4 separate regions of the Mus musculus genome follow, and all the other regions are linked to region 4. A link is a contact called in public Hi-C, HiChIP or PLAC-seq and promoter capture Hi-C data. All regions are on one chromosome and are shown on one strand. The core of a region is the stretch at or near the end of the contact, and the rest is flanking DNA. Distances in the headings are between cores, read along the strand shown.

What was found. Promoter capture Hi-C pulls out the DNA fragments that hold promoters and counts their contacts. Hi-C and Micro-C count contacts between places; a contact is called where the count stands out from the background. HiChIP or PLAC-seq counts read pairs in DNA pulled down with a chosen protein or histone mark.
Region 1: a Hi-C map of the G1E-ER4 cell line shows a contact between it and region 4, with 3 times the contacts expected there. The contact joins the promoter of Tmod1 here to the promoter of Polr1e in region 4. A contact is called at or near these places in 8 of 39 promoter capture datasets (cranial neural crest, embryonic stem cells, hippocampal neurons and 4 more), 3 of 484 Hi-C or Micro-C datasets (the G1E-ER4 cell line, cardiomyocytes and cortical neurons) and 4 of 115 datasets of contacts at active chromatin or transcription factors (acute myeloid leukemia, astrocytes, cardiomyocytes and 1 more).
Region 2: a contact with region 4 is called in a promoter capture Hi-C map of liver, with 3 times the contacts expected there. The contact joins the promoter of Hrct1 here to the promoter of Polr1e in region 4.
Region 3: an H3K27ac HiChIP or PLAC-seq map of cardiomyocytes shows a contact between it and region 4, with 9 times the contacts expected there. The contact joins the promoter of Xpa here to the promoter of Polr1e in region 4. A contact is called at or near these places in 16 of 39 promoter capture datasets (the 3T3-L1 cell line, 3T3-L1-derived adipocytes, the C10 cell line and 10 more), 2 of 484 Hi-C or Micro-C datasets (CD4 T cells and uterus), 9 of 115 datasets of contacts at active chromatin or transcription factors (T-cell acute lymphoblastic leukemia, astrocytes, cardiomyocytes and 5 more) and 3 of 9 other capture datasets (adipose tissue, embryonic stem cells and liver).

The regions. Positions count from the first base shown.
Region 1 is chr4:46,035,416-46,041,040 of GRCm38.p6, reverse strand. Tmod1 (tropomodulin 1) reads right to left here and starts at 1,819. Exons shown (of 10, transcript NM_021883.2): 1 at 1,732-1,819.
Region 2 is chr4:43,724,145-43,729,599 of GRCm38.p6, reverse strand. Hrct1 (histidine rich carboxyl terminus 1) reads right to left here and starts at 2,402. Exons shown (of 1, transcript NM_027511.1): 1 at 1,490-2,402. The coding sequence starts at 2,238. The coding sequence ends at 1,909.
Region 3 is chr4:46,194,184-46,200,090 of GRCm38.p6, reverse strand. Xpa (xeroderma pigmentosum, complementation group A) reads left to right here and starts at 3,780. Exons shown (of 6, transcript NM_011728.2): 1 at 3,780-4,042. The coding sequence starts at 3,871.
Region 4 is chr4:45,016,292-45,021,855 of GRCm38.p6, reverse strand. Polr1e (polymerase (RNA) I polypeptide E) reads right to left here and starts at 3,247. Exons shown (of 12, transcript NM_022811.3): 1 at 3,064-3,247; 2 at 2,479-2,582. The coding sequence starts at 3,184.

The DNA of each region.
Region 1 (5,625 bases), core at 570-3,069, 1.0 Mb before region 4:
TGTCCACTAAGGTCATTTCTCAAGGTCACACTGAGTGGGTAACAGAGCCGGGGCTGGAGCTAGGGGCCTGAACTCCTGGCCATTCCCTTTATTGCTTAGAGCTGACACCACCTAGTCCCTGTGTTCTGTAGTTAAGCTGCAGCCAAGAGCCCTGCCCAAGAAGGGAGAGAAGGTGTGAGACTCTGATAAGGTGGGCTGGGCTATTTTTAGAGGGCTCTAACTTCCCACTTAGGATGCGAGGCACCCAAGAGCCAGTGGCTGTCTAAACCGTGGACTGCAAGGCTAGCTCATTAGAGAGCAGATGCCAGAGTGACAGGCGCCCTGTCTTCACTCTGCCTGTTTGTTGTGAGGTTTGAAGTCGGTGAGAATCTTCCTATTGGGTGATTCCCCTTTCACTCATTTATCTGTGAAGCCCGGAGATAGCTTTAGAGAAAACGGAGCGATCTTCAGGATCTATTACTAGACTCTCCACACTATTACTCCAGCCTGGGAAAGTCCCAGACATTAGCAGATCACAAAAGAGGGGTGCAGAGTCCCCAAACCTGCCAGGAAAGGTCGGTAGAGACAGGAAAGGCAAGCAGACTGCAGTGGGGGTTGGCATGACCTTGAGCAAAGGGTTCTGAAGCCCTTACAGGGGCAACAGTGGGACCCAGGGTGAAAGATAAACCCTGTGGGAGGGAGCCCCCACTAAGAAAGAACCCAGAATCTGGGTTTAGAGTCTGGCTCTGCCAGGTCTTCGGAATCTCATGGGGAAAGCTGAGAGAGGTAACTAAACAGAGAGCTGGGGAGGTTCCGGGTTAAGGGAGTTATCACAGGTGCCACACAGGGAACTGAATTGCCTGAGCCTGCCCAGTTCATTTGGTCACTTGTTTTGCCGAGGTGCTGCTAGCAACTCAGCCTAGAGATGCTCCCAAACACCCCAGGCACACTTCCCAGGCTATTCCGAGGGCCACAGTGGGTCCTAGGCCAGGATTTGAGTTCCAAGAGCCACCAAAGTCTCTGACTTTTGCAGCTGTGTCCTCAGCATCCTTACCCTGCCTGAAACTGCAGAACAGGTGCAGGGGAGTGTAGGCAGTTCAGAGCACGCCCTGGCCACTCTCGTGGCCCCGGGTACCATCTCTTTGAAGGACCCTAACTTCACCTTACAAACAGGAAAACGAGATCCAGAAAAGAAAGGAGGGTTGCCTAGGCCGCCCCTCAAACTGGAGACAACCAGTGGCCTCCTGCCTCTACCTGGTTGCGCGCAGCGAGGCAAGCGCAGCTGGTGCTTTAAACCTCAGCTAGTTCCAGCAGTTTGGGAAACTTTTCAGGCGCCGGCCAGATCGGTGCTCAGAGGACTCAGCGTCCCCCGAGCGTGTATCCCCTTCCTCCCCAGACTCCCAGGAGGGCTCGTGACCAGCTCACAACGTGCCAATGCCCAAGGCACCCCGGGCGGCTCCCAAGGTCCCCGGGAGACCAGGTCTAGTGCCCCGGGCGCCCTGACTAGGGTTGGGCGCATCAGGCTGCAGGGACGCTTAGCGCCAGCGACCCGATCATCAGGCTGGGGAACCGGACCCCGATCCCCGAAGGCCACCCGAGGCGGCGGCTATTTATAGAGGGAACCGTGCTCAGTCCCTTCTCAGCGGCTGCGACAGCTGAATATTTTGCCCAGATATGGCTGCGCCCCGGCGCGGCGGCAGGGAGCCCCGCGAGGCCGAGGGGGACCTAGGGATGGCGGGCGGGGGGTCTTACCGGGATGCGGGGTGGCGCGAGCGCGGGCGGCGGCAATGAGCGGAACGCGGGGCTTGGCGAGTTCCCTGGCGGCCGCGGGTGGGAAGCCGGGGGCGGGCCCTGTTCTGCTGTCACCGCGCCCCGCCCCAACCCGCCGCCCTCCCCGCCCTCCTGCTCTACCAGGGGCGACAGGGTGCTGCGCGGTCCCCGGCCTGGGAGCAACACTCGCTATTAGGATCTAGGGCCACCCCAGCCCCGGAGGCAGGGGAATGTGTGGTTCCCTGCCTTGTTCTCGGTTTCTCCAACTTGATTTTATGCTACGTTGGAGGTATCTGGACAAAGTCGCGCAGATCTTTACTCTCGTCTAGAATGTTCCAGTAAAGTCAGCACAGCTACACCTAGCTTCCTTTGAAGAGGCAACCTGTCCCCTCGGCCAGGACTGGCACGGGCCCAGGGCTTAATAACCATCTGTGGACGTGCAATTCCAACGCAGAATTGAACGCCTTCTCCCTACACAGCATTGAGACTGGAGCGTCCGAAATCACCACTTAAAATAATCGGAATGAAAGTTCCTCCTTCTTAAAAGGCTAATGTGTTCTCTCCAGAACAAACCACTTAAACCCAAACCGAAGCCTTTAAGTGTTTCAATAAACAAACGGCTCCTACCAACGAATCCAAACAGGCACAGGGAACATCTCCGTTGGATTATCCTACCGTATTTTTTGGTGAGGGAAATCTTAATTCCTAGATGCCTAAGGAGAAACGCTGAAAAGTATTTTCCTAATGCATTACTGTATTATAAAACCCTCGCCCTATTAAGAATGTCCTTTTCAAGGGAGAAGTGGGGTGTATTTTTAAACAAAGCAGGGACTTACTATTCCCAAGGACTTATTTTTAAGCGTTTTGTTGTGGGTGTAAATACTTTCAGGGCACATATTAGTGTGTAGCTTTCTGAATTTTATAGTAAGAACACCTGTGCAAGCCAACCAACAGCCTGACCCCGCTCCCCAGTCACCCACCTCTCCCTTCTAAGACACTGTTTTGTGGACCCTTCCAGAAGTCTTGCCCTTATTGTCAGGTTGGTGCCTCTTGCTCGCTGCTGAGGCTAATTTGTGACGCACCATTCTTTCCTACTGTTCAATTTATAGGTTTCATCCCCAGCGAATTTACCATATGAACATAATATGGTATTTCCATATGAATGCATCCTATTTTAAAAGTGTACTTTGCTAGTAGTGGAAATTCAGAATATTAGTGTGGCTCAGATTATTCTTTCTCATGGTCTGCAGGAAGCTGAGTTGGAGAGTTGAGTCTCTAGGAGAGATGAGCAGAGGATTAATGCTACTTGCAAGTGGTTCCCACTTAAGTTAAACCACTTCGGTTTAACAAGAATTGCTACATTGTAGCTACACTGGTAGAGAGGAGCCGCATTCATTGAGGCTTTGATCCACAACACCAATGCCCTGTGTTCACATTTGCTGACACCTTTTTGTTTATTGGCCAGCTGGATTTTCTTTTTTTGTGAAGTGTTCGTTCAAACTTCTTGCCTATTTTTACCGAAATACCCAATATATCAACACAATATGGACACATACCATATACCACATATGTAATATGCAACAGTGCGTATCCTTCCACTTTGCTCTTTCTCCTCCAGCCTTTTAAAGACAGCTGTCTCTGGCTCCCAGGTGCTCTGCCAGCTGTGTCTGGTACTTTGCTACCTTAGTCTCTCACAGGCAGGGCTCTGGTCCACTGGGAATGGACTCCGGACTTCAATACAGGCTAGTGGCTAAATTCATGTGTGTGTCAAGCGACCTCACATCACACTAATTTTATCCTTCCATCAAAAAACATAAATGCTTTAAGAATGGAAATGTTTAAGTCAGGGAAATAGGAAAGGCTTCCTTTGGTTGTGTACAATTCAGGGATCTGTGTTCTTTTCTGCTGCTGAAAGACATGGCTATAAAAATCATGACTTTGCAGCTATTGGATGGAACACAGGGCCCCCAATGGAGGTGCTAGAGAAAGTACCCAAGGAGCTAAATAGGGTCTGCAACCCTATAGGTGGAACAACAATATGAAATAATCAGTATCCCCAGAGCTCGTGTCTCTAGCTGCATAAGTAGCAGAAGATGGCCTAGTCGGCCATCACAGGGAAGAGAGGCCCCTTGGTCGTGCAAACTTTATATGCCTCAGTACAGGGGAACACCAGGGCCAAGAAGAGGGAGTGGGTGGTTAGGGGAGTGGGTGGGGGAGCATGTGGGGGACTTTTGGGATAGCATTTGAAATGTAAATGAAGAAAATACCTAATAAAAACATTTTAAAAAATCATGACTTTGCCTTAACTCAAACATTTATGTTCTGGAAAAATTTTTATTTCATCATAAATAATTATTTTAATCACTGGCATAAGTATTCTTAAATCTTGCTATTTTGGAAGAGTTTTTATTTCATAATAAACAATTATTTTAGTTAGTGGCATAAGTGTTCATGAGTATTTAAAAATACATTTTTTAAAAGCCAGAATACTTTGTTTGTTTGTTTTGTTTTGTTTTTTTCAAGACAGGGTTTCTCTGTGTAGCCTTGGCTGTCCTGGAACTCACTCTGTAGACCAGGCTGGCCTTGAACTCAGAGATCTGCCTGCCTCTGCCTCCCAAGCGCTGGGATTAAAGGCGTGTGCCACCACGCCCGGCTGGCCAGAATATTTTTTATACATTTAAGATGGAAAGCTTTAAAAGTCCTGGTCTTTTCTTTTCTAGTATTGCTTTCCCTAGTTTTTCTCAAATAAAAAGATGACTTTAAGAAAGTTTGTCTCCAGCCTGGTTTTCTCCTTGAAGTCCACTCACTTCCTATTCCCAATAGCCTCTGAGCATCTTCCCAGCAGTCTACTAGTTCAAATACAATGTGCTCAACCCAGACATTCACCTTCCACTCAGGCCTGGGTAAGGCACCAGCCTGGGTAAGGCCTGACTTTGCTTTGCTCCCACGCCTCCTGTATCTATGCTGTCTATGCTAAGATTCTAATTAAGAACTTCAGGATGTCTTCAATGTGTTTATTATTCCAGTGCTCTGCCCTTAGTCTGGGGGTTTCTCCACCTCATCCTAACCACAGCTAAAGCTTACAATCCACCCACTCGCCCGTCTGTCCACCAGTAAGCCAGCACATGCTGCACTGTCCAAAATGTCATTCTGTCTATGTGGATGACACAAGAAGTGATCATGTAACAGTTACAGAATCTAAAATGGTCTGTCCTCTTCCTGGTTCCATGATGCTGTGACATCCCATAACCAGTTAGCCAGCAATCGGCAAGGGTGGGAGTACAGACTGTATGCATGCTGTCAGGCAGTACAATTCAAGAGTCATCCGTCCATGAGCAGGTATTCATGGTGTGCTACTGGATAAAGAGATGGCTAGGAGTTGTCCCAAGGGGCCGTCATACTTGAGATGACTAAGACAGACAACTAGCTGGCTGTCTACTCTTAAGGTGCAGTGATACCAGGACCTGGAGAGGCATGCTCACATTTCACTGGAGAGCCACGCCTGGGGTAATCCCAGCACTCTGGAAGCAGGAGGATCTCCAGCCTGGACTATATAGCAAGACCTTTCAAAAAAGGACCAGGGCCAGCTCAGAGGGGAACAATCAAATCACTGCAACTATTGCAACGTCAGTAGTTCCGGATGGTGGCAAGTGGGTCCAGGCTCCAGGGGAAGGTCCAGGTAAAGCCAGGGTAAAGGACAACTGGAGAGGACAGGGCCAGGGAGGGAGAGTGTAGAAAGCCTGGCCCTCGAGGCTGGACAATGATAAGCCACACAAGGTTTGGGGTGAGGGCGGATGAGACGACTGAGCAGATAAAGAAAGGCACTTGTTGCCAAACTGATGGCTTGGGTTCAATTCTTAAAGACGATGAAAGGGT
Region 2 (5,455 bases), core at 1,153-3,652, 1.3 Mb after region 4:
TGTCTCCACCCCAACTCGCTCTTCCTGGGACCATACAATCGAGTGATTTCCCTGATTCTGCCGTTTGTCTGACCAGGACCCCCTGGCCCCCAGAAGAGAGAGAGAGAGAGAGAGAGAGAGAGAGAGAGAGAATGAGAGAGAGAGAATGAGAGAGAGAGCTGTGCCCAAGGTCATGCAGCCAGAAACTTTCCCAGTTTCTCCAAGGTCCAAGAGAACTTCAGTAGCAGTATGGGCAAACAGCCCACTCACAGGACAGGAGAGTAAACAATATACTGCCCTGTTCTACCACAGCCCCTCTTCTAAGATGCTCTGACAATCAGGGCTCATCCTCCACAAGGGTACTGTAGGGTAGCTCGTTGAATCCCCAACATCGCCTGGTGGGGTTGGGAGCTGGGCCCTAGAGACTGTTGCAACCTTTTATCTTGCTTCTCCTTTGCCTGTTCTTCTAGCGTGCTGGGGAGAACAGGCCAGCATTTTCAACAGGAATGCAGGAAGCTTGTCCGGCCCCGTTTCCTTTTCTGCCTAACCTCTTCCCTCTTTCCCATCTTTGGTGTATCTGTAAAATTCCCGTGAAGCTGCAGTGGGCAGGTCTGCAGCAATGCAGGTGGCTGTAGCTAGAGAGGGACAAGGGTGGAGGGCTGGACTGGGCTAAGCCCGGCAGTGAGGAAAGAGGGATGGGTGTGAAGGACTCCAGAGAGAGAGAGAGATCTGTCCATCAGACCTTTGGTCCACTTTCCCAGTGCAGAAACCCAGTGCAGCTGTCAGTGTGAATTTGCCTCTTCCCTTCCTCACTGGTCACCCCTCGCCTAGTCCTCGCACAGTCCCCTGGGAAACAGAAGGAAAGAGGACATTCTATTCCAGTGAGTCACTGACTTTCTGGCGTTTCCCTCTGCTGCTCTCTGCCCTGCTTCTCCCTGTTCTCAGGCTCAGGCTGGGACGATATTTCCTTCCCCTTCATGGACCCAACCTTTTATTCATAGTGTGTGTGGGTCCTTTGCATGCCTGTTGACTGTGGTAGGAGTCTCTACTATCCATTCCATTTTAAGGAAGGAAAAACTGAGGCTCAGGCCAGGCACATTCTCTTGAGGCCACCCGGCATGCCAAGCAGTTAACTGTTCCCTCCCTCTGGTCTTATCAGCTGCTACTGTGCATCTGCAGACAGGCTGGCTGGAGACTCAGAGTCTGCATAAGAATCCCTATTCAGTCCCCAAACAGACACTGAACCCAGGGTTGGTTCCTGCTCTGGACCAGGCTAGGAGGAGCACTCAGGCAGGGTGCTCCGAGAGCTAGAACCCAGGCTAGGGGTCTCAACTGTCCCTTCTCCAAAGCTCTGGGCCGTCCACACTGAATTCTTCCTCAGAGCTTAGGCGGGGACCACCTACTTCTCTCTGTTCCAGACCCCAGGCTCAGCTCCTTCCAGAAGAGTTCCCAGGGCCCTCATGACTCCCTCCCTCCCACTGTGCCACAGTCAAGAACCAGTTCACACAAAAAGCTTCCTGGTGGCTTTTATTTCTTACAGCCAAGCAGCAGTGAATGCCCGTACCACAGTCTGCCCCTGGAAGCTCATCACAGGGCCTCCCCAATCAGAAGAACTCTCCATCTCCACCTGGGCTCTGGTTCTGCCAGATACCCTTGTTACTTCCAGGGTCACCAGGAGTTGCAGTCACAAGGTAGGAAACTCAGCCAGCCCTGCTCGAAGCTCAAGCCCCACATTGTGTAGAGGGCCACCCAGGTGGGTCTCTGTTGCACATAGGGAGAAGGGCTCATATGCAAATGAAACCCAAGCAGGACCAGGGTCCCAGTACCCCCCTTCATCCCAGAGGCACATCCTTTTCCGTGGCAGCATCAGGATCCACTCATGTTGCTGCTGGATGGAGGGCAGAGCCAGGTAGATGCTATCTATTGGCCTCAGCGGCGGGCTCCATGAGCATGGTGGTGGCGGTGGTGGTGCTTGTGGTGGTGGAGACGATGGGGAGAATGGTGATGGTGGTGGTGAACGCCCACACTGGTCACCCCGGTCACATGGTGATGGTGGTGATGGTGAACAAGTCTTGGGAGACGCAGGCGCCGGCCATGGAAGAGTCGAGGCCGGGCTTGTCGGACTCGGTTTCTCTCCACGTCATGCTCCTGTGATCTGTGGAAAAGGCAGAGGGCCATCAGCCACAGCAACATCAAAAACGCCAGTGCTGTGCCCGTGATCCAGCACACAAGGGTCGTGTTCCCCAGAAGGCCTAACATCTGGAAGCCAGAGGATCTCTGCACTTCACTCAGTGGCTCCCTTCAGCAGCCTCTGCTCAGCCCTCACAGTCACTGAACTCAAGGGTGTCTCGGCTCCTGCAGACTGGAGAACAGCCAGGGAATGTGGGAGAGGTCTGTTTGGACAGGCTTCTCAACAGCCAGAGGCTGTTTGGAGTAGGAAGGGGGAGGCCGTGAAGGAAGAGTGGGTGGAGACCAAGGAGCTGTGGGACTGGCTTGCTTAAGGGGAGGGCCTGAATCAGGGATATGAGGTCAATATTCCATCTATTCCTGCCTCCTGGCAGAAGGAGGGCCCTCCTCTGGGCTTCAGCTTTTCTCCTAGGAACCACTGTATGGAGATTAAAAGTGTAGGCTTAGGATGCACACGATTCCCTAGCTCCGCGACTATCTGTAGCCTGCAACATCCTCTGCTGCTGAGGATCAGTGAGTTAGCCCAAGTCCTGTGAATGTCAGTCAGGGATGGGTGGAGCCTGATGAGGGCCACAAGCCGTTCATCATCCAGGGATGCTTCTCCTGTTGGGTATAGGAAGCCAGAAGGCTTGTCAACTTTGGGTTAACAGGAAGCAGAAAGGAAGCCACTTGAGGTCACACAGGTCAGCCCCTTATCTCCCCGGTCAACAATGTCAGTGGATGGCAGTCCCGTTGCCCTATCATCTGCCCTGTCACAAAGCTCGGGTCATTCCTACCTGCCTGGGAACTTGTTTGGTGACCAGAATGTGCACAGTCTTCCATTCTCTCGTTACTGGTTCTAAATCCTCTGGCCCCCTAGTCACCAAGGATGAGGCTGGGATTCAGGGTGTCCCCAGCATCTCTGTTGTACGCAAGCGGACTGGGCTCCCCAAAGCCCAAGCTCTGTGGCCAGGGTCCTCAGGGGTCCTTCAACCCATTCCTCAAAGCTCCTTCTGGAGAGTGCTCAGCCCCCAAACCTCAGACTGGCTCCAGCTCTGCAGTAGCTCCACTCTGTAAAGTTGGTCAAGGCCCTTCCTCGAGCCCACCGTGTCCTCTCTGGAGATCCCACAGCAGAAGCAAACTCCAGGGACACTCCCCTGCTCTAATCCCAGTCACAGCTGCTTTCTCTGACATCTTTACTGAAAAGCTGCCACAGCAGCTCAAAGGGTTGTACATCACCTTTGGCCAAGCTGGTTTCGAGGGAGGCTAGTCTCCAGAGGCTTCCTGGCCCTCTGGAGAAGTCACTTGAACTTTTAATGAGGCTTGTATAGAGAACTCCTCCTGCAGACTCCTGGGGCTTTGGAGCCAGCTGCCTTCCCTAGAGGCACATTGAAGAAAAAGTCCTATGGGAGCTGGTGGAGAGGGGAGGAGGGAGAAGGGAGGAGGGAGAGGAAAGGGGCATGAAGAAGGGAGCATTAAATGGATAACTTTACAGGAGTTTTCCAAGGAGATGCCCACCCCACACAACCTGGAGACTACCCTGCAATGTGCAGATCTGAAGACTTTCAGTCATTCCTAAGGGTCCCTGGACTCACCCCGCATTAGGGAAACTGAGGCCAAAGAAGGGAAGCAACTTGTCTGAGTCTCTCACCTTTGTGGGTTAGTGTATACCACAAGCAATCTCCAGACTTTTGGTTGGGGTGAGAAGAGCTGTCCAGGGCTAAGGATGCTACCTGCTGTGGGGCCTTCCAGAGACAGTAGAAGATGATGCACAAAGGGGGTGGGGGGGGGCGAGCTTGAGGGCCAGAGATGAAGAGACACCCATCTACACTCAATACACGCTTATTTTATGAGATGCCTATTTTCTCCCCATTTGGATAAAATATAGGACCTTGAAGTGGCCATCGTATTAGCAGCTTCGGAAACTTAGAGGTGACAGGCTGCCATCTCCAGACCTTCAGAAGTAACTACTTAAGTCCCCTGCGGGAAACTGTCCTCCTACTTTTAATCCTGTGACTGCTTCCCTGATCATTTTGAATGGCCTGACTGGACACAGGTTCTGTTAGATTGATGACCTGAGAGGGACTGGCTCTGATGAAGTAGGGCCACCCTCAGGAAAGCTATCCTGTGGCCCTGTCATTGAATAGCCCCCTTCCGTTGAGTCTTTATTCTGCAGCCTTCTTAGTCAGGCCTGTCAGACCACCAGCTGATGGGCAAGCCCTTGAAAAGTCTTCCTATCTCACTTCAATCCTGTGCTTTTCTGGATGCCTCACCTCAGCGAGTGTCTTTGTATGCACACAGACACATTTAAAGTAATGTCCCCTGTGGGGACTCATGAGCCTCATGTTTGTGTCCACGAGTATGTGCATGAATGCACATGCATGTACACACACACACACAAACACATCCACATGTTCATACATTGTCCACACAAGGCTATGTGAGTGGTTTCTTGGTTGACCAGCAAAAACAACCACATTGTTTTCACTAATTGGTGGCACCACCTAGTGGTGGCAGTCAAAAATCACTTTTGTATCCTGACCCATCAAAAATGTCTATTATCCTGACTTTGGTTTGTAGCCCATATTTAACAGCCACACACTTAACTAACACATCATTCCAAATTATCAATAATATGGCCAAAGAATTAAAAATGGGAAAATACCATTCCAGGACACAAAGGCAGGACCAATGAGGTCTTAATAGCACCACAACAATAATAATGGGTTTTAAAGTGACAAGGTCAACAAAGACTAAAGTGTGGACACTTTGCCCCTTCTTAGAATAGGAAACAAAACACCCATGGAAGGAGTTACAGAGACAAAATTTGGAAATGTGACGAAAGGATAGACCATCTAGTGATTGCCATATCCAGAGATCCATCCCATGATCAGCTTCCAAATGCTGACACCATTGCATACACTAGCAAGATTTTGCTGAAAGGACCCTGATATAGCTGTCTCTTATGAGACTATGCCGGGGCCTAGCAAACACAGAAGTGGATGCTCACAGTCAGCTATTGAATGGACCACAGGGCCCCCAATGGAGGAACTAGAGAAAGCACCCAAGGAACTAAAGGGAACTGCAACCCTATAGATGGAACAACATTATGAACTAACCAGTACCCCGGAGCTCTTGTCTCTAGCTGCATATGTATCAAAAGATGGCCTAATAGGCCATCACTTGAAAGAGAGATCCATTGGACTTGCAAACTTTATATGCCCCAGTACAGGGGAACGCCAGGGCCAAAAAGGGGGAGTGGGTGGGTAGGGGAGTGGGGGTGGGTGAGTATGGGGGACTTTTGGTATAG
Region 3 (5,907 bases), core at 2,531-5,030, 1.2 Mb before region 4:
ATTTGTGCATGCGTGTACCACGGCACATGTGACTTTCTGCTACCACATGGGTCACAAGGATTAAATTCAAATTGTCAAGCTTGGCAACAGGCACCTTTCCCTGCTGAGCCATCTCCTTGGTCCCCGGTTACCAATTTAAAAAGCAAGCAAGCAAGCAAACAGACAAACACCTGCCTTCCATCTCATCTCCATCTAGGAAGCTTTATAGGGAAGGGGTGGGAAGAAAGTCTGTCAGTCATTCCAAAGCTCCGTCTTGCCCCTCTGGATTCACACTCCGAAGGCGGTGTCCGTGACTCTCATTATCATCCTTTGTATCCCTTGCTTGCTTTCTATGAAATTCCATCCTATGAATGCCTGGGCTCAGACACTTCTTGAAACATGGGGTTGAGTTAGTATCTGGCAGTGTGAACTTTGGGCTTCTCCAGGGGCATCTGGATTGATAGGAAGAGGTGTGAGCCCCAAACAAGCAAAGCGCTAACAGCGTGCTCACGCTAACGTATTAATAAGTACACGTCGAGACTTCTCTGCCACCTGGCAGAGTACAAGTGTGTCTTTCTAGTATGGAATATGAAAGTGTCCCTATCTGTCCCTCCTGTCCTGTATCCCTGGGTCTGGTAGTTATTGAAGTGAGATGAATGTTCAGACAAATGGGAACAAAATGAACCCCCAGCCCACCCTGTGCCTTTGCTCCATGGATGTCACACCCAAAGCAGTAATCTTTTGGATTGGCTCGTCCAGACTTTCTTGGTAGATAAGGGTCACTTAGCTCTCTCCTCTGCACTCTGGCCACACAAATGGCTTTCTCACTCCCTAGGGGAATTCTCTAGAACTGCTGCAGACTCCGTAAGTATTCTCAACAGTTGCTTTGGAAAGCACAGCAGGAGTTTGTTTGTTTTAAAAGATTTATTTATTTTACATATATGAGCACACTGTAGCTGTACTGATGGTTGTGAGCTATCATGTGGTTGCTGGAGATTTGAATTCAGGACCTCTGCTCACTCTGCCTCGACCCCGCTTGCTTTGGTCTAAAAATTTATTTATTATTATATCTAAGTACACTGTATCTGTCTTCAGGCACACCAGAAGAGGGCACCAGATCGCTTTATTCGTTGTTGTGAGCCACCATGTGGTTGCTGGGATTTGAACTCAGGACCTTCGGAAGAGCAGTCAGTGCTCTTAACTGCTGAGCCATCTCTCCAGCCCACGGCAGTTCTTTAGAATGTTAGACACGGAGTCTCCGCATGCTTCAGCAATCCATGCCCACGTCTGGATCCAACAGAGACAGCATATGCTAGTACCTGGATGCTCACAGCAGGGGTGAGGTGACTGTTAAAGGTTGTGGGGTTTGTTTCTAAACTGACAAGAAAGAATGTTCTAGAGTGGGCTGTGGTGACATTTGTACAACCTGTGCCATATTGAACATGACTAGACTGCTTTAAATGGGTACATTGGAGAGCACGTGAACTGGGTCCGAGCAAAGCTAGTTAGGACACATTGCCTGTGTGAGGAGGGATCTGTCGATTTGCTCAGGGTTGTATCCTCATTGATTTCTGGTGACTGCAAGGACGTTCAACAGTTGGACAGATGATGCCCACTCTGGGCCAGCCCTCCTGGTTCCCGGATGCCAGAGGATGCTGCCTTAAGCCCAAGTGCATTTGGTACCCATTCAGAGCTCCATCGGTCATTAAAGATGGATGGCGCTGGTTGGGGGATGGGCTGAGGGCGAGGGATAAGTTTCAGAAGAGCAAAGAAGGAATATCCAGTTGAAATATCAAGAAAGAGCTTCAAGGTGTGGAGAAGAGAGTCCTTTCAGATAAGAGTGTGACAGGTGGTCATGTGACCAGACCAGATTAGACCGGAAGCTCCAGGAGAGGAAGAATAGGACTAATTCATTGCTGTGTGCTGGGTCCTCAGCCCGGGAGCTCTCAGTGACATGAAAACCTGCTCAAAGACATGCTTCTGTTGTGAGTGGGTGCCAGTGATGGCCAAGGTGACTGCATTTAAGGGCCAAAACCTCAGGGAATCAGAGGAAAAACAGCCCAGTCATGCACACAGAGAGACAGTCTGAGCACGGCCTCTGTCCGTGTCTTACCCCATCTTCCTGGATTCCCTTTTTCAGAGTCTACTTTCCTTCAGTTCCATTGGGGTTTCAATGCTCTCTGTCCTTTACGCAGCTTCCTTGTTTAGTCAGGATCTGTCAGTCTGGGAGGTGAAGGAGGTATAATGTGGGAAAGTGGATACAGTCATGGTTTCCTCGAGACAGGATGGGAAGAGGCAAGGACAGGGCCCCTGGTTTGCTGTCCCTGCCCTTTTTCCTTTTGTACCCCCACCAAGTGACTCATGTGTTTTGCTCTGAGCAAACCCGTAGCCTTTGTCACCCAGTGGAGTGTACAGATGAGGGCGAGCACTCTTCCTTTCTGAAGAGGGAGACTGCTTTGAGCTGAGGCGCCAGCTCACAGTTCAGACCTGGTTACCTGAAACTCTATCACAAAAAGTCCCTGAGCCAAAGGAGAGGGAGTTAACCTGGAAAGGAAGAACAAGTTGCCAAGAGTTTCAAAACACTGGGGCTCAGGACGCACCTGAGCCACACCCTGCAACCTGTCAGATTCGGTGCTTTGTGGGGGAGAGGATTCTGAGCACTGGCCACTCTCAGAGGTTATTTTGGGGGAGATCCTGTTACCTCATTCCCTCAGCCACCAAGCCAGAAATGTGCAGAGACTGTGGTGGTCATCACAGGTGCTGCCACTTAAGGTTTGGTGCTACCCAGGGGTGGGGTGGAGGTGGGGTTCTTTATAATTCTGGTGCTCAGATTCCCTGCTCTGGCCAGAAAATACATCCACAGAGTTGCACAATCATCAAGAGTGTCTAGTTCTAGAATTCTCATCACCTCAGGAGGCAGCCTCATACCTACAGAGGAGCATCTCCTCCTGGTTACTCCTTAGCTGCAAACTCTAGGAACCTCTGGACTGCTTTCTGTTATGGCGGGCTTGCTTATTCTGTGAGTTTCACATAAACATATGCATTTGTGAATGGCTTTTTCCTCTTAGAGTAACATTTTCAAAGTTCAGTCATGTCGTAGCATGGACCAGCGCTTCATTTTTCTCATGTTTGAAGAAAAATAGTTCATTGTATGGTAATACTATGCATTGTTTAGCCATTCAAAAGTTGATGGACATTTGGGTAGATTCCAGCTTTTGGTTTTCGGGAGCAGCTATGCTATGAACAAGCCCCCTGGCACATCGGTCCAAAACACGGGGAGTAACAATGTGCATTTCTTTTCCAAAGCCATCTTTGGAAAGATGGCTCACACAGGAGGAGTCACTGCCACATCACGTTTCCCCCACTGGATGAAAACAAGGGTTTCATTTGTGTATAGAATGGCCAGTCTGTTGTCATGGGGCTGTCTGGCTCTCCATGTGGCTATGGCTTTGGCTCTCTACCCATGGCCCGCAGCTGGGTTTGGAGCTCATACCACGTCCCACTTTTCTCTGTTGCCTTCCTGTTTTCTCATGCTTTTTAGCTGTCACACAGCCATTCTTTCCCAATGCTCTTTTCCATGTTCTCTTTACTTTTGGAGACAGGGTCTCATGTAGCTCAGGCTGGTCTGGAACACAGGGATGACTTTAAAGTCCTGATTCTCCCCCATCGCTTAGTCCGGATTGTTTGTCAACAAGTGCACTATCATCTCTTCCGCCACCACTCCTCGGCTGCGCAGGCGTACTGCCTCGCCCTTCATAGGCTTTTCCACCAGGACTCCTCGACTGCGCATGCGTAGCTCTTCTCCTTGCCTGGTGATGGAGTAGGGCCGGGTACTTGTGGCTCCGCTGTTCACCAACAATACGCGTTCCCTTCCTACGGAGTGTGTAGGCGATGGCGACGGCCGAGGAAAAGCAGACGTCACCTGAGCCCGTGGCCGCGGACGAGCCCGCGCAGCTGCCGGCCGCCGTACGCGCGAGCGTGGAGCGGAAGCGACAGCGGGCACTGATGCTGCGCCAGGCTCGGCTGGCTGCGCGGCCCTACCCCGCGGCGGCGGCCACCGGAGGTGGGGTCCCCTCCACGGGCGCGCGTAGGGCCTCCCTCCCGCGGGTTTGTGACCGCATCCCGGGCCTTCCCGCTGCGCCTTGGCCGCCCGCTCTGGCTCGGTGTGCGGGAACAGCCGAGCACGCCCGCGTCTCTGTGGTCCCTGGCCTTCCCTGTCGTGCCCTTTGCCCGGCACGTCTATGGTGCAGAGCTTTCAGCCTGCGCCGTCTCCCAGGCCAGCACCCAGCAGAACTGACCCTGACCCAGTCTTTTACATGGGCCGCGCCTTCCAGGGCTCAAAGTAGAATAACACTCGCAGAGCCTAGCACTTGGGAGTTACTCTATTGTATTCTTATGGACACCTTGGAAAATGGAAAGGGCAGGGCTTGGTAACCCTGTTTTACTGAGTGGCATGTTGCCCTGGGTTCATTTTGGCTATACTTGGCATTTTAGGGTAGCCCCTGTCTTGCTGTTTTCCGGTTTTAATGTCCGTTGTGCTTTAGGCTGCTGGTATTGCTCTTTGGAGTAATTCACCCGAGTTATTTCTACAAAAGTAATTTACTTCTTTTCAATCCCTCTTTCACAACTCCACTATATATATATATATGTGTGTGTGTGTGTGTGTGTGTGTGTGTGTGTGTGTATGTATATACATATATACATATACACACATATGTATGTATATATTTATATATATATACACACACATATGTGTGTGTGTGTTAAGTACTTGTTTTGGCAGCAGGTATAAATAATAATGCGTATATTTTATGGCTGTTTGTACCTTTAGACTTGCCATTGAATTTGATTTGTTGCTCTTGACCAGCAGAGCTGGCTTGTAACTAACTAGCTTAGATTTGAATCTTTCAAAATAAATCGAAAGCCCTTACTTACCATTTTGTAAAGTAAAAAGTACTTTTCATTATCTTTGTTGGTTATAGTGCAGATCTTGTAAGTCCGAAATTGCACCCTCAGTTTCTCATTATTTGTAGGCGGATGGACACTGTTGGATAAATGGCTTACCAATGTCCATCTACCTGCTGGCAACGTCTAGAGTCATGAGAGTTTCTACAACGTCAGACAGCCTGGCAAGTGCAGAGACAGTATAGTTCAGTTCCACACGAGAAGTCCAGAGCACTAGGAAAGCTAGAAGTAGCCGAAGTAGTAGCCTGATTGCTGGGCCTGTGACCAGAGCTGCTGGGGAGGCTGAGACAGGAGGATCTTGAGTTCAAGAACTGCCAGGGCTAGAGTTCCAGGTCGGCCTGAGCAAGTTAGGGAGGCCTGGACTCTGAAAACTAGGAGAGCCATGGATGTTTCTCAGTAGTCAAGTGCTTGCCTGGTGTGCTCAAGACCCTGGGTTGGAAAAAGAAAAATAGCCGAAGTTAGGCAGGGTCGGTCAGTCTACCTGGTAAGTGTTGTTGCCCTTGGAAGCAAGTGAGTTCCGTATCTCGTTTGAACGCCCTGCCCCTCATTTCACTCACCAGCCTGGGGAGAAAGGGCTTTCTCCTTCAGAGGTTTATACCCTGGTGTGAGTTTTAACCCTTGGGCTTTGGCAGTTTTCCCTTCCGTTTGCCGTTTTCTGTTTGTCACAGGGAATCACTTCTGCTCCTTGCTTCTGCGGCTAGGTCCTCAGGGCGCTTCTTAAAGACACTTCCCAGCTAGGCTTATCCTGTTTGCTCACTTTCAGGTCTAGTTATTCTAATCCTCTTAAAGTGTTTTTTTTTTTTTTTTTTTTTTTTTTTTGACAAGTGTCTAGTATAGAATCCTCGGAGTAAATACTAGTTATCACCACAATCCTTTCTGCTAGAGGCTGTTGTCCCCCTGTCCTCCCAAGCCTTGTGTAGAAAGGAATTGCCAAAGCAGGGTTGGAACCGGCTTAAGGTTCTC
Region 4 (5,564 bases), core at 1,998-4,497:
ATATACAAAGAACTGTATAAATTAAACATCTAAAATCTCTCAAGTTATCTAGTCAACAAGTGGGCTGATGGTCAGAATGGGCATTTCCCAATGGAAGTAACGCAAGCCACCAATAATACCTGAAACGTATGTATTCAACACCCTTAACCATCAGGGAAATGCAAATTAAAAGTGTTTTGATGCCTATTGAGTTGGCTTCGTGGGTAAAGCCCAGAGGATGACCTGAGATAGATCCCCAGAGCCACATGGGGAAAGGGCAGAAGCAATCTCCTAAATTGTCCTCTGATTTACACACATGCACACTGACACACAGACACACAGACACACACACACACACACACACACACACACACACGCGCGCGCGCATTCTCATGCAGTGATTAATCCCAGCACTCAGGAGGCAGAGACAGGTGGATCTCTGTGAGTTCGAGACCCGCCTGGTGTAAAAAGCAAGTCCTGGAGAGCCAGGGCTATTCCACAGAGAAATAGCAACCACACAAACAAGCAAACAAACAATGCTTTGCGATTCCATCACGCCCCAGTCAGAACAGCTATCACCGAGAAAACAACTAACAACAAATGCTGGCAGAGATGTGGGGAAAGAACCGTTACTCACTGCTGGTGGGAGTGCAAGCTATTGCTGCCACAGTGGAAGTCAGTGTGGAGGGGTCTCAAAAACTACAAGTGGAAGTGCTGTGTGAGGCAGCTGGACCACTCTTAGGCATACACCCAGAAGGCTCTTCAGTTAGCACACTGTATTGTACTTCTACAATCATGGTTACTGCTGCACGATTCACAACAGCCAGGAAATGGAACCAGCTTAGATGCGCATCAATGACAAAAACAGATAAAGAAAATAGGTTTTCCTCTCCTATGCAGAATCTAGATTTAGAGTGTGTGTGTGTGTGTGTGTGTGTGTGTGTGTGTGAATATGCACACATTCAAGGCATGAGAGTTGAAAGGAATCATAAGAGGTGCAAAAGAAGGGAAACGAGAGGCTGATATAGTATGTATGTAATGAGATATAATGTTGATGTGTTGAGAGTGCTTTGCCTTTATGCACACATGCATGCCTTATCTATGACGTGCCCACAGGAACCAGGAGTGGGTGTTGTGTTCTCAGGAACTAGAATTATAGACAGTTGCTACCTCCATGTGGGTTCAGGGATTGAACCCCGGTCCCCTGGAAGTGCTCTTTAATGCTGAGGCACCTCTCCAGCCCAGTATGTATGTCATGAAAGAGCGACTTATTTGGGAGGGAGGCAAGGGACCAGCAGGAGGGGGATATGGGGGAGGGCAGTGGGCAGAAGGCAGTGGGAATACAGATGAAAATAGCAGTTCTTGAATAAGCAGCACAACGAACTATACAGTGAGGTCTTGGTCTCCTAGCACTTATAGGTACCTAACTGATCCTATACATAACTGCCTTGTGACCTTTCTGACGTTAGCTCGTCCTATGAGGGCTGGCTTCCCATCGCAGCCAAGCTTTTCTTCTCCCTCGTTCACTAGGGCACCAAACATCTGCTATCAAATCGTCCCTCATTCCCATTCACCCTTCTCAGGAAGGCATTCAGACAAGCTGAGACTTGTTTCCTACAGAGCTCCCTCCCCAGGCCCTAAACACTCCCTTAGACCCCAAGCTAGCTCTACTGTATGCCTGTACTACTTGGTGAATTTGAGTCTCTGGAAAGCAGACCGGTCTTAACCCTGGCATCTACCCGGGAGAGACCAGAGATGCTAGTAAGCATCCTGTGGAGCTGGGTGGTGGTGGCACAGGCCTTTAATCCCAGATCCCTGCACTCAGGAGGCAGAGACAGGTAGATCTCTAAGTTCAAGGCCAACCCGAGCTGTACAAAGAAACCTTTGAAAAAACAAGCAAACAAACAAACAAAAAAACCATCACTCTGGGGTCACATTTGATTCACAAGCATCTGTAACCCCAGTTCTAGGGGATCCAATGCCCACTTCTGGCTTCCACTAGCTACACACACATTGTACATAGACAAAAATGAACAACACCCATACACATAAAATAGGGTTGAAGCTGAGCTCTGAACAGTGACCTCCCTAAGAGGTGCAAATCCCATGAAGATGCTTCCTTAGCCTGCGGCATGAGGACATGGTGAACGTTCAATAAGGTCATGTAGGGGGACAACTTATGAAGCCAGGGGTGGGTGGTGCTGCACACCTTTAATCCCAGCACTACGGAGTCAGAGACAGGTGGTGATTCTCTGAGTTCAAAGCCAGCCAGGTCTATATAGTAATTTCCAGGATAGCCAGGGCTACAGGAAGAAACCCTGTCTGGAAAGATAAAGCCCATATAAGTGAAAAGCCCAAAATCTTGCTCCTCAGTGGGGCCAGAGTCTCATTTGCTACTCCTCCTTTCCTCCCCCCCAGGCCAGGTCTCCCATGTCTGCCCACACCAAGAACCTTTTGAGGTCTGCAGAGCCCAGACCATCTGTACCAGCAAGCACTTACCACGATCCGGTGACTCCTCTGCCTGGGGTTTACTAAGTCGGTGCTGTTGTACAAGGTGAAGCGCATGTCGCCCGGATTCTGCAGCTTCCCATTGGAGAACTGGACTGTAAGAGTGTAAGCCAAGAATAAGAGGCGAGGACCAGCAGGGTATGGATGGGGAGACCTGCACTGTGGCTGGACGCCGGTAGTGAAGGCAAGGGAGCTTAAGTCCGACTTTCGGGGGGCGGGGGGGTATGAAGAAAGCCCTGGTCCAGTTCTAAAGAGGGAGATGGAGGAGGGGAGGGGAAGTGACCTCTGGGCAGGGGTTGTGACAAAAGAGAACGACTGAGGAAATGCCATTAACTGGCAAGAGAGGAAACTCTGCTCCGTAGAGGGGGGAAAAGGGCAAATGAGAGAGCTGTGGAGATGTCAGGTCCCTGGGCACTGCCCTGAGACGAGTCCGAAGTGGTGACGATAGATGAATGCGGAGGGAAAAGGTGATGGTGGCAGGGAACCTGTCCCGGCTGCAGGCAGTGGGCTACCGTGGTACCCAGACAGAAGCGGAAAGGATTACGCGGAACTCCGCTCCGGGTCGGCGGTCTTTACCCAGCACAGCTTTCTGCCTGTCGTCGGGCTCTCCACAGTACAGCCACCTTGCACTCTGTAGCGCCTCTGTCTCCGTGTCTCCAGCCTGGTCATCCATCCCAGGAGACTCCAGAGTAGCCATGAGCTCGCCGGTTCACACGCGGACTCAAAAACCGGAAGTGACATTCTAGGCCCCGCCCAGGGTACACCAGCAGTAAGGCCACGCCCCTCACTGGATCGCGTCCCCGCCCACTCTTTGGTTCTTTCCCTTGAGGATCACACCCTCCCCCTTGCAGGAGGATGCAGTAACTCCCCTTTCGTCTCGGACCTCCAGGAGAGCAGCTTCACTTTTGTGTTGTATTGCTCACCGCAGGCTCTAAGCTGTGGGACCAGTCACACCAAAATCTCCAGAACTGTGAACCAAAATAAAAGAAACCGTTCCTCTTTATGAGCTGTCTTCATTTTGTGTTGTTATTGTCGTTTAAGGCCGGCTATCACCATGTGTGTAATCCTGGTTGGTCTGGAACTCATTCTGTGAAACATAATGGCCTCAAATTCACGGAGATTAGACCACCAGCTTTGTCTCACATATTTTGTTAAGGTAATAGAAAAAAACTGACTAATGTAGGGTTTCTCCCTGAGTAATTTCAATGCAGCCACCCAAATAAGAGAGCTAACAGTGATTCAACCATGTAATCTTGTAGTATTCAATTTCCCCAACGGCCTTGATACTGCCTTTTCAGCTAAAAGAGCCTGTCAGAAACCGTGTTGCAGCCTTACACTTGTAATCCCAGCATTTAAGAGCAGGGCTGCCATGAATTTGAGGCAAGTTCAAGTGAGAACTGTCACACATACACACAAATTATACTTTGCTTCTAGCTGTCACAACTCTTTGGTTGGAAGGTTACACTTTCTTTGACTCTACCCAGTGATTTTCTATTGATTCTTTCCAGAAAGGAAAAAAGAATATAAAAGGACTTAGTTAACTAATTAGTCATCCCCCCTTCTGTCAGAATCTTTTCCATACTCAGTTTATTTGAGGTTAGTAATGAATGGTAGAGCCTATTAGAAACATTTCACTTTTTAAATTATTAATTTATTTGGGTCCCAAGAGGGAATGTATGGTAAAGCAAAACTGCTCATCTGGTGGTCAAGGATGAAAGGAGGAAGAAGGGACTGAGGTCTCTGTTCCTTTTGGGCTCAGGTTGTCTTCAAACTCCACTTGTTCTGTGCCTGAGGGTGACTCCCCATCCTCTTGCCAAGTGCTGAGATTACATACACACACCATCACACCCAGCCAGAAAGAAAGTTTATTTCATTTCTTTCACTTCTGCACCTCCAACTCCTGAAAGGTCCTGTAAAAAAAAAAAGTGGGGGGGGGGGGGACCTCAGCAAATGTTGAGTGAGAGGTCTGGAAAAAGCTCAGTGGATAAAGGCACTTGCTACCAAGTTTGATGGTCTTCCTAGGACCCACCTGGTGGAAGAAGAGAGCTTACTCGGTAGCATACATCTGCATGCACACACAAAATAAATCAATGTAAAATAAAATTTAAAAATGAGCGAATGAAGGAAAGGGTAGGTAATAGAGTAGACCAGGTCATCAATCCTTGGAGCCTAACTAAGTCAGGGAGCGCACCTCAGAAATACTAATGTTCTTGCAACAAGTTAGCATAGGGTTTATACATAATAGATACTATGTATATGTTCACTGGCTACATAAAAATGGACACTTGTATGGAAGTTAAGAGGTGCCAAAGAGGGCTGGAGAGATGGCTCAACCGGTAAGAGCACTGACTGCTCCTCTGAAGGTCCTGAGTTCAAATCCCAGCAACCACATAAGCTCTGATGCCCTCTTCTGGTGTGTCTAAAGACAGCTACAGTGTACTTCCTTATAGTAATAAATAACTCTTTGGGCTGGAGCAAACGGGGCCAGCAAGAGGAGCAAGCAGAGGTCCTGAGTTCAATTCCCAGAAACCAAGTGATGGCGTCTCGACCCCTCTCTAGCACAGGGACACTATGGCTTTGCTATTCAAAGCACCATGGTCCTTGAAATGGTGAAATGGCAACATCACTACCTGGGGTTACTCTGTGCCTGAGGGTGACTATGATCTCCCCACCCCACCCCCCCACCCCCGCCAAAAGTGCTGGGACTACATAAATGCACCATCACACCCAGCCAGAACGTTTCTTTCTTTTCTTTCACTTCTGAATCCATCAGATCATCTGGAAATCAGCATGTGAGGTGGGTATAGTTGAAAGTTGGGAAGCTCTGTTACACCAGAGTGGTTCCCTTTTGGGGCACCTCTTTGCCAGGATGGCATAGTCACTGGAAGTCCTCTGCACTGGCTGCTTTCTTACTGGTAAGAGAGTGAGGAGGATTCCCAGAATTACCACAGGCAAGGATGCAAAAGATAGAGATTCTGTCTGGGAAAAAGAAGGGTTACCCATGGGCCAGCTGGGTCAGAATTGTAGTGCATCCCAACGTTGCTCAATTAGCTGACAGTCGTCAAAAATACACGGAC